Regions from separate parts of the Sus scrofa genome. Here region 2 is linked to region 1. The links are chromatin contacts, called in public promoter capture Hi-C maps. All regions are on one chromosome and are shown on one strand. The core of a region is the stretch at or near the end of the contact, and the rest is flanking DNA. Distances in the headings are between cores, read along the strand shown.

Evidence for each region. Promoter capture Hi-C pulls out the DNA fragments that hold promoters and counts their contacts.
Region 2: a contact with region 1 is called in a promoter capture Hi-C map of skeletal muscle, with 6 times the contacts expected there. The contact joins the promoter of RPS10 here to the promoter of GRM4 in region 1. A contact is called at or near these places in 2 of 5 promoter capture datasets (fetal liver and skeletal muscle), 19 of 47 Hi-C or Micro-C datasets (alveolar macrophages, blood, brain and 10 more) and 2 of 2 datasets of contacts at active chromatin or transcription factors (alveolar macrophages and skeletal muscle).

The regions. Positions count from the first base shown.
Region 1 is chr7:30,276,337-30,279,891 of Sscrofa11.1, forward strand. GRM4 (metabotropic glutamate receptor 4) reads right to left here and starts at 2,243. Exons shown (of 12, transcript XM_021098606.1): 1 at 2,155-2,243.
Region 2 is chr7:30,441,040-30,444,786 of Sscrofa11.1, forward strand. RPS10 (ribosomal protein S10) reads right to left here and starts at 1,673. Exons shown (of 6, transcript NM_001244106.1): 1 at 1,284-1,673; 2 at 411-560; 3 at 25-196. The coding sequence starts at 560.

The DNA.
Region 1 (3,555 bases), core at 993-3,492:
AGACGTCACGCCGCCAACAGAATGAAGCCGCCCAGACGCAGGTTGGGGGAGGAGGGAGGAGGGAGGAGCGCCTGTGCTAGGCCACTGAGGCCGGGAAGGCAACCGCAGGCATGTCCCCGCCTCCCCCTGCCCCGGCTCAGGACCTGTTCACCGTGACACACCGCCGGCCCCCCACCATCCCACACAGCTCTCTCTCTCGGAGAGCCCACCCCTGGGAGAGCACTCCTCTGGATGAAGCATTCCTTCTTCCTCCCCCAGTCGCTCCCAAAGGCAAACGGCCTGGGAGGGGTAGCCCTGGAATCGACTATGACCTCAGGAGGGGGTAACTTGGGGGTATTTTTTTTCCCTGAAAGGCATTGACAGAGAGGGGAAAGTTGATGGCTGCAATGACAAAGTTGCAGGGACATGGAGACAGTGGCTACCCATTCGCCAGTGGGCAGGCACGCCCCTCCAGAGCTAAGCAGGGCTCCAAGGCACCACCCCCAGAGGTTCCCCACCCCTGCCCAAGAGCAGGACGGTAAGGGCTAGAAAGACCCGAAAAGACCCTCCAAGAAGTGGTCCTCTGGTGGGCCAGGGAGAGGGGCTCCCACCCTCCTCTCCACAGCAGCCAGGGCCTGCCCAGGGGGCAACCACACTCAAGAGCCTCCAGACTCCTCTGTGGGAATTCTCTCTGCCACGCCAGGAAAGCTCCTGCAGCTCCTCACCTTTGCCTGGAAGTTCTCGCACCACTGAGGCCTGCGAGGAGCAGGGGGTGCTCACCCAGGGCCTGAGGCCCAGCATCCCCTGTGGATCCAGGGCAAGAGGGGGCCCACCCAGGGGATGTCCTGGCGATAGGGCCATGGGAATGAGAACATTGCTCACTTCCACAGAGAGCTGGCCAGGAAGGGGGCTGTCCTGCAGACTGTGGGAAGGGGGCACCCAGGATGGAGATTCTTACAGCGTTGGCCGGTGCCAGCCCTGAGCCCCCATTTCACCCCAGCACGAGGGGGAAGGGCTATGGCTGAACACAAACACACACAACCCTCCCTCCACCAGCATCGAGGGCTTCCTGCCAGACTGACCGAGGGGCAGACAGTCCGACCACCGCTCCAACAGACACGTGGCTTGGGGCACCCCGTGAAGCAAGCCCAGCTCCGCCTGGCACAGCAGCTTCCTCCCGCGCCGGGAGCAGGGCCGGTGAGCCGAGTGGGGAGAGAAGCAAGGAGCCTCCTCCAGAAAGGACCTGAAGTCTGAAGGCGAGGGTGTCACTCGCGGCCTGGGGGAGGGGGCGCTCGTACGCTCGGGCCTCCGGACTCCCTGCCACCGCCACCGCCGCCCCATTTCAGCACAAACAGCCTCAGACCGCCCCGGTGCGGGGGCGCCGCTCGCAGTCAGGGCCTCCACCTCCCGGCCCCGCCCCCGCGCGGGGAGGGGGCGCTTCCAGCTCCTGGGAGCCGGGGAAGCCCGACCCCGGAGTCCGGGGACACCCCCCCAAAACACACACACACACACACACACAAACACACACACGCACACCCGCCCCGCGGCCGCCTAGAGGTTCATCAGGGTCCCAGAAGCACCTGACCCTGAAGTCCCGGAGCTACCGGGAGACCCCAGAACCTGGGGTGCCGTCCCAACCCGCCTCCGCCCAGAGCAAGCGGCCTCGGGCTCCCAACGCGGGGAGCCGGACGCCGCGCGGGTGCCGGGAAAGGAGCAGAGGCGAGAGAGGCTGCCGCTGCCCTCCCGCCGGGAGACCGCAGGGAACCCGGGCAAAGAACTGCCCGCGCCCCCGCCCGCCCCGCTCTCCGCAGAAGGGGCGCCCTGACGCCGCCGCCGCCCCTACCTGAGCGCGGGCTCGAGCCCCCTATCCGGTGGAAGCCGACCCGACCCCAGGCACAGAGACACTCTCCCCCAAGCCCGCAAAAGAGTCGCTGCCCTACTCCGTTCTCGGGGCGCCGGCAGAGCCCGGCCCGGCCCCGAGGGGAGACCCTCCAGCCCGGGTCCCGCGCCCTCCAGCCGGGAGGGCTCCGGTCCGCCGACCTTCCTCCGGGCAGCTCCGAGCGCGGGAGCTCGGCAGAAGCCACCTCCCAGAGCCCCGGAGCGCCCGCCGCAGCCCGCGCCCCAGAGGCCGGAGGGCACGGTCCCCCTGCCCGTTCCCCGCGGGCCACAACTCACCGCGCGCAGGCGAGGGGTCGGTGGTGTGGGAGGCGGCGGCCGGAGGCTTGCTTCTCGCGGTGGCCCGAGCCCAGGCCCGGGCGCGAGGCGCTGACGCTGCGGACCGAGCCCGGCGCGGAGCCGCCCGGAGTCCGGGACGCAGCGGGGACGAGCTGGCGGCCGCCTGGCCGGAGCCGCCGCCAAGCGCGCGGCGGTCGGGCTGCTGCTCCGGGGACAGCGAGCCAGGGAGCGGCGGCCAGCCCTGCTTCCACCGCCGCAGAGCCCGGCGTCCCAGCGCTCCAGGGCGCGGGGTCCGGCCGAGGGCTCGCAGCTGGGAAGGGAGTGGAGCGGGAGCCGAGCAGCGAGCGCAGCCGGCCGAGAGGCGGGCGCCCGGAGGCGCCGCGGCAGCCGCTCGGCAGCAGGAAAAAATGAGAGCGAGCGAGAGAGCGCGCTGGAGAGCGAGCGAGAGAGGGAGCGCGAGACGGGCAGAGCGAGCGAGGAAGACGCCGGGAGGGGAGGCTGCGGGAGGGGGCGGGAGCCCCGAGCACGAGGGGGCGAGGGGACCGCAGCCGCTCAGCCCCGGCGCCCGCTGCTGCTGCCGCACTCGAGAAAGCGCGAGCCTGGCCGCCAAGTTTGCGCCGCAAGTGCGGCCGAGCGCGCGATTTCCGCCGGCCTTTTAAAGAGAGAGCCTCTGGGAGCCCAGCCAGTCCCCGCACCTCCACCGCGGAGCCTGGGGCTCCCAAGGCGACCCGCCACCCCTCCGCTCCCCTCCCACCGCGCCCCGCCGGCGCCCTCTTCCCGAAGCCCGCTTCACCCCACCCCCCACCCCCGGGGCCTGTGGGGGCTCCTAGACCCCAGGACTTGGCAGGGACCCCCTCCTGACCCCTAAAGGGCAAAGGTCAGGCAACAGAGCCCCTTTAACACTCCCTGAGAAGTACAGCAAACACCCTGATGCCAAAGGGTCCCATTCCTCCCACCCCCACTGCATCCTCCCCACCCCTTGGGGTACTAGGACCCCAACCTGAGGCCAGCTTCCCACACATCTGCACCAGGCACGTGGCGTGTGCCCCCATGTGGCATGTTCATGTGCACACCCCAATGCTCCTGCTTTGAGGTTATGACTCAGGAGGGGGGTTCCGTCTGCCCCTGGTCACCCAGCCTGTCAGGGACCCCTGAGACCTCTGCACCCCAGAACTCTGTCAGGCCTGGGGACCTCCACCCCACGGCCCACAGCCCACTGGTCTCCCTCCAAGTCTCCTCTACAAAGTAACAGGTGGCCTGGCTGGGGGGCGGGAGCAAGCCTGGGGAAGAAGCCCTCAGCAAGGGAGAAGCTGGGGCCCCAGCCCTCTTCGGAGGTGGAGGGGCTGTGAAAAATCCCAGGAGAGGGCTAGCCTTAGAGACAGGCAGGGGAGGCAGAGAGGG
Region 2 (3,747 bases), core at 423-2,922, 160 kb after region 1:
GGTGCTGGGGACACTACACTATACCTTTGGGCCGTGGCCTGCCAGTCTCAGGACGGCTGCGGCGCAGGGTAGCAGGCACAATCTCAGGGGGGAGGTGGAGGTAATCACGGAGATACTGGATACCCTCGTTGGTAAGGTACCAATAGAAATGTCTCCAAGCAAACTGTTCCTTCACGAAGCCTCGTGACTTGAGTGACTGTAAGAAAAAAAACTACAGTTTAAAACCCAACTAGACGCTGGAAGCTAGAAATGCAGTGTAAAGGGGAGGCTAAACTGCACAACAGACAAGTTTTCAGGGTGTGTCTACCTCACAGCCCTTCAAGATATCAAGCTGCTCTGGCTGTCCTGACCTCTCCTTAGAATCTGCCTTGAACACCATGGAAAATCCCTCCATCTGCACCCACGCCTACCTGCATGGCCTTCATGACGTGAAGATTAGGCACATTCTTGTCCGCCAGCTCGGGGTGCTTCGGCATGTGCACGTCTTTTTTGGCCACCATCACTCCCTCCTTGAAAAGGAGTTCATAAATGGCAATCCGGTTCTTCTTGGGCATCAGCATCTGCAAGAAGGAAGCGATATAATCAAGATTACTTCTGGGGAGTTCCCGTTGTGGCGCAGTGGTTAACGAATCCGACTAGGAACCATGAGGTTGCGGGTTCGATCCCTGCCCTTGCTCAGTGGGTTAACGATCCGGCGTTGCCGTGAGCTGTGGTGTAGGTTGCAGACGCGGCTCGGATCCCGCGTTGCTGTGGCTCTGGCGTAGGCTGGTGTCAACAGCTCCGATTAAACCCCTAGCCTGGGAACCTTCATATGCCGCGGGAGCAGCCCAACAAATGGCAAAACACAAAATAAATAAATAAATAAATAACTTCTGAGCAATGTGGCCAAGGGCCAGGAACCATCATCCCGAAACGACAATAACCACTGTTCAATGGAATAAAATCTGTGGAAAACAGTAAACAAGGATTCAAACTCCACAGAAGGGAACCCTAACAATTACTCGTTCCCTCCTCCACCCTTGAAAAACGATTCAGATGAGAAGTTGCCAAAACATTAAAAAATAAACCTGTAGGGGCGGGGGGAGTTGTGCACATACTCGCTCCGGACTTTCGCTCTCACAACAAAGGTGGAAAGGGGGCGCAGCTCCTGCACGCGCGGACTATTTCGGCACCTTCAACCACGGTTACCTAGTGCGGAATGGCGCGAGGGACCCAGAGGAAAGCCCTCGGCCCTTAACAGGCCACTGACCCCAAACCAAAGGGATAGAGCCTTCTCAGCCTACCGTTCTCTTCCCGAGCTAGAGCTCCAGGGCCGGGTAAGGACGCAGCACGGAGTGCGGAGTTCTGCCCCGAAGGAAAAGCGCGCAGGAGCGACAGCCTCCCAAGCCGGATCCTCCCTTCCTCCGCCCCCGCCATGGGATGCCAATCTTCGCAAGCCAGAATCCCACTGCCCTGCGAAATGCGCCCCTGGCCGCTCTCACTACTCGGAAATGGCCGTGCGGGGAGCGGGAGAGGGCCTCCTCCGCCCCACGCCTGGGGAAGCACAGCGACTACAGCAGCCAGAGGGCCAGGATGGGGGCCGATGGAACCCAGACTCCAGAGGAACTCACCGCGGCGGCTACTGCGTACGGGGCCGGAGCTAGAAAGGAAGGGGCATGCGCGGCGCAGCGTCTCTTCCGGGCTGCCTCGCCCCGCCCCCTGTCAGGACCCTCGCGCGGCCTGGGGTGGCCTCGGCAGTGCCTGAGAGACTGGCGGCTCCTGGCAGCCGCTGAGAAGCCTGACAGCACGCACGTGGAAACCGCTGGGGCCGGCTTCTGAACCTGTGGGTTTTGTCGATAAATAGCCATTTATGCTTGGGCAGGCCCTTTGCAAGTGCGCTACTCATTTATTTTCTTTGTTTCCTGTCGGTGATTTAACTTACTATTATGTAAGTAATATATGCTCTTTGAGCGGGAAAAAGAGACCATTCAGACAAAAATAAACAACAGTAATAACAATTATAAAAGAATAAAAGTAGAATACTATCGACCAAAGAATCGCTATTAACAATTTGGTATACATTCTTCCAGACTCATAGGAAATCTATATATTTTTTTAACAAAAACGGAATGTTTTGTGTGTACATCATGATATGCTGTTTGACAACCTGTTTTTTCCTTTCCCAATAATACATAATGAATTTTTTTTTTCTTTTTACCGTCACACCTGTAGCATATGCAAGTTCCCAGGCTAGTGGTGGAATGGAAGCTGCAGCTGCCGGCCTGCACCACAGCCACATCAATTCCAGATCAGAGCTGCATCTGGGACCTACGCAGCTGTTTGTAGCAACACTGGATCCTTAACCCACTGAGTGAGGCCAGGGATGCAACTTGCATCCTCAAGGAGATTAGTGGGCTTCTTAACCTGCTGAGCCAGATGGGAACTTCCACGAATTTTTCATGTCATTGCCTGCAACTGTTATGACTACATAGTAGTCTGCTGATGAATGGTTTAATCAATGCCATGGTTGGATATATATATTAAAAATCCTTCACTATTATAATAAACGATGCCACGTACTTATCCACACCTTTGTCCAATATTTTCCTTGTGACAAATTCCTGGAGTGTAATTGTTGAGTAATAAAGCACACATTTTTAAGTTTTTGACACATGCCACATTGACTTCTGGAAGGCATTATCAATTATATTTTGGTCAGGTGTTAAAACAAGGCTCACTCCCTATTAACCCTGCTGACATTGGATATTCATTTCTGTCAGTATGATACATAAATATTAATCTCATAGTTCTTTTGATTTGCTTTTCTTGATTACTTCTGTGGTTAAACATTTTTTTTTCTTTTCTTTTTAGGCATTTTTGTTCTTTCTTTAAAAATTCATTTCCAAGGAGTTCCCTTCATGGCACAGCGGTTAACGAACCTGACTAAGATCTATGAGGATGAGGGTTCGATCCCTGGCATTGTCCAGTGGGTCTTCAATCCAGTGTTGCCTTGAGCTGTGGTGTAGGCCACAGACGCGGCTCGGATCTGGTGTTGCTGTGGCTGTGGCTGGCAGCTGTAGCTCTGATTCAGTCCCTAGCCTGGGAATCTCCATATACTGCAGGTGTGGCCCTAAAAAGAAAAAAAAAATTTGCTCAGATCTGGTGTGGCTTTGGCTGTGGTGTAGGCTGGCAGCTTAAGCTCTGATTCCATGCCTAGTCTGAGAACTTCCATATGCTATAGGTGTGGCCCTTAAAAAAATTCATTTCCATTACCTGTTTTTTTATTGAGGTTTTTTTTCTTATTAATATGAAATTCCTATTTACATAATCACCCTTTAAAACCATAGTAAGCTCTTTGTCACATGTTTTTAAGGATTTCTCCTAGTTTTTAAAAATTTTATGGCATTTTGAAGAAGTTTCACTTTTTTTTTTTGGTCTTTTTCTAGGGCCCCACCTGCAGCATATGGAGGTTCCCAGGCTAGGGATCTAATCAGAGCTGTAACCATCGGCCTACACCAGAGCTACAGCAACAGGGGATCACAGCCACATCTGCAAACTACACCATAGCTCACGGCATTGCCGGATCCTTAACCCACTGAGCAAGGCCAGGGATTGAACCGGAAACCTCATGGTTCCTAGTTGGATTCGTTAACCACTGAGCCACAATGGGAACTCCTCTTTTTTTTTTTTTCTTAAACTGAGCTCTCGGCATGTGGAAGCTCCCTGGATCAGGAATGGAATCCTCACCGCAACATCAGTTTTTGGTTT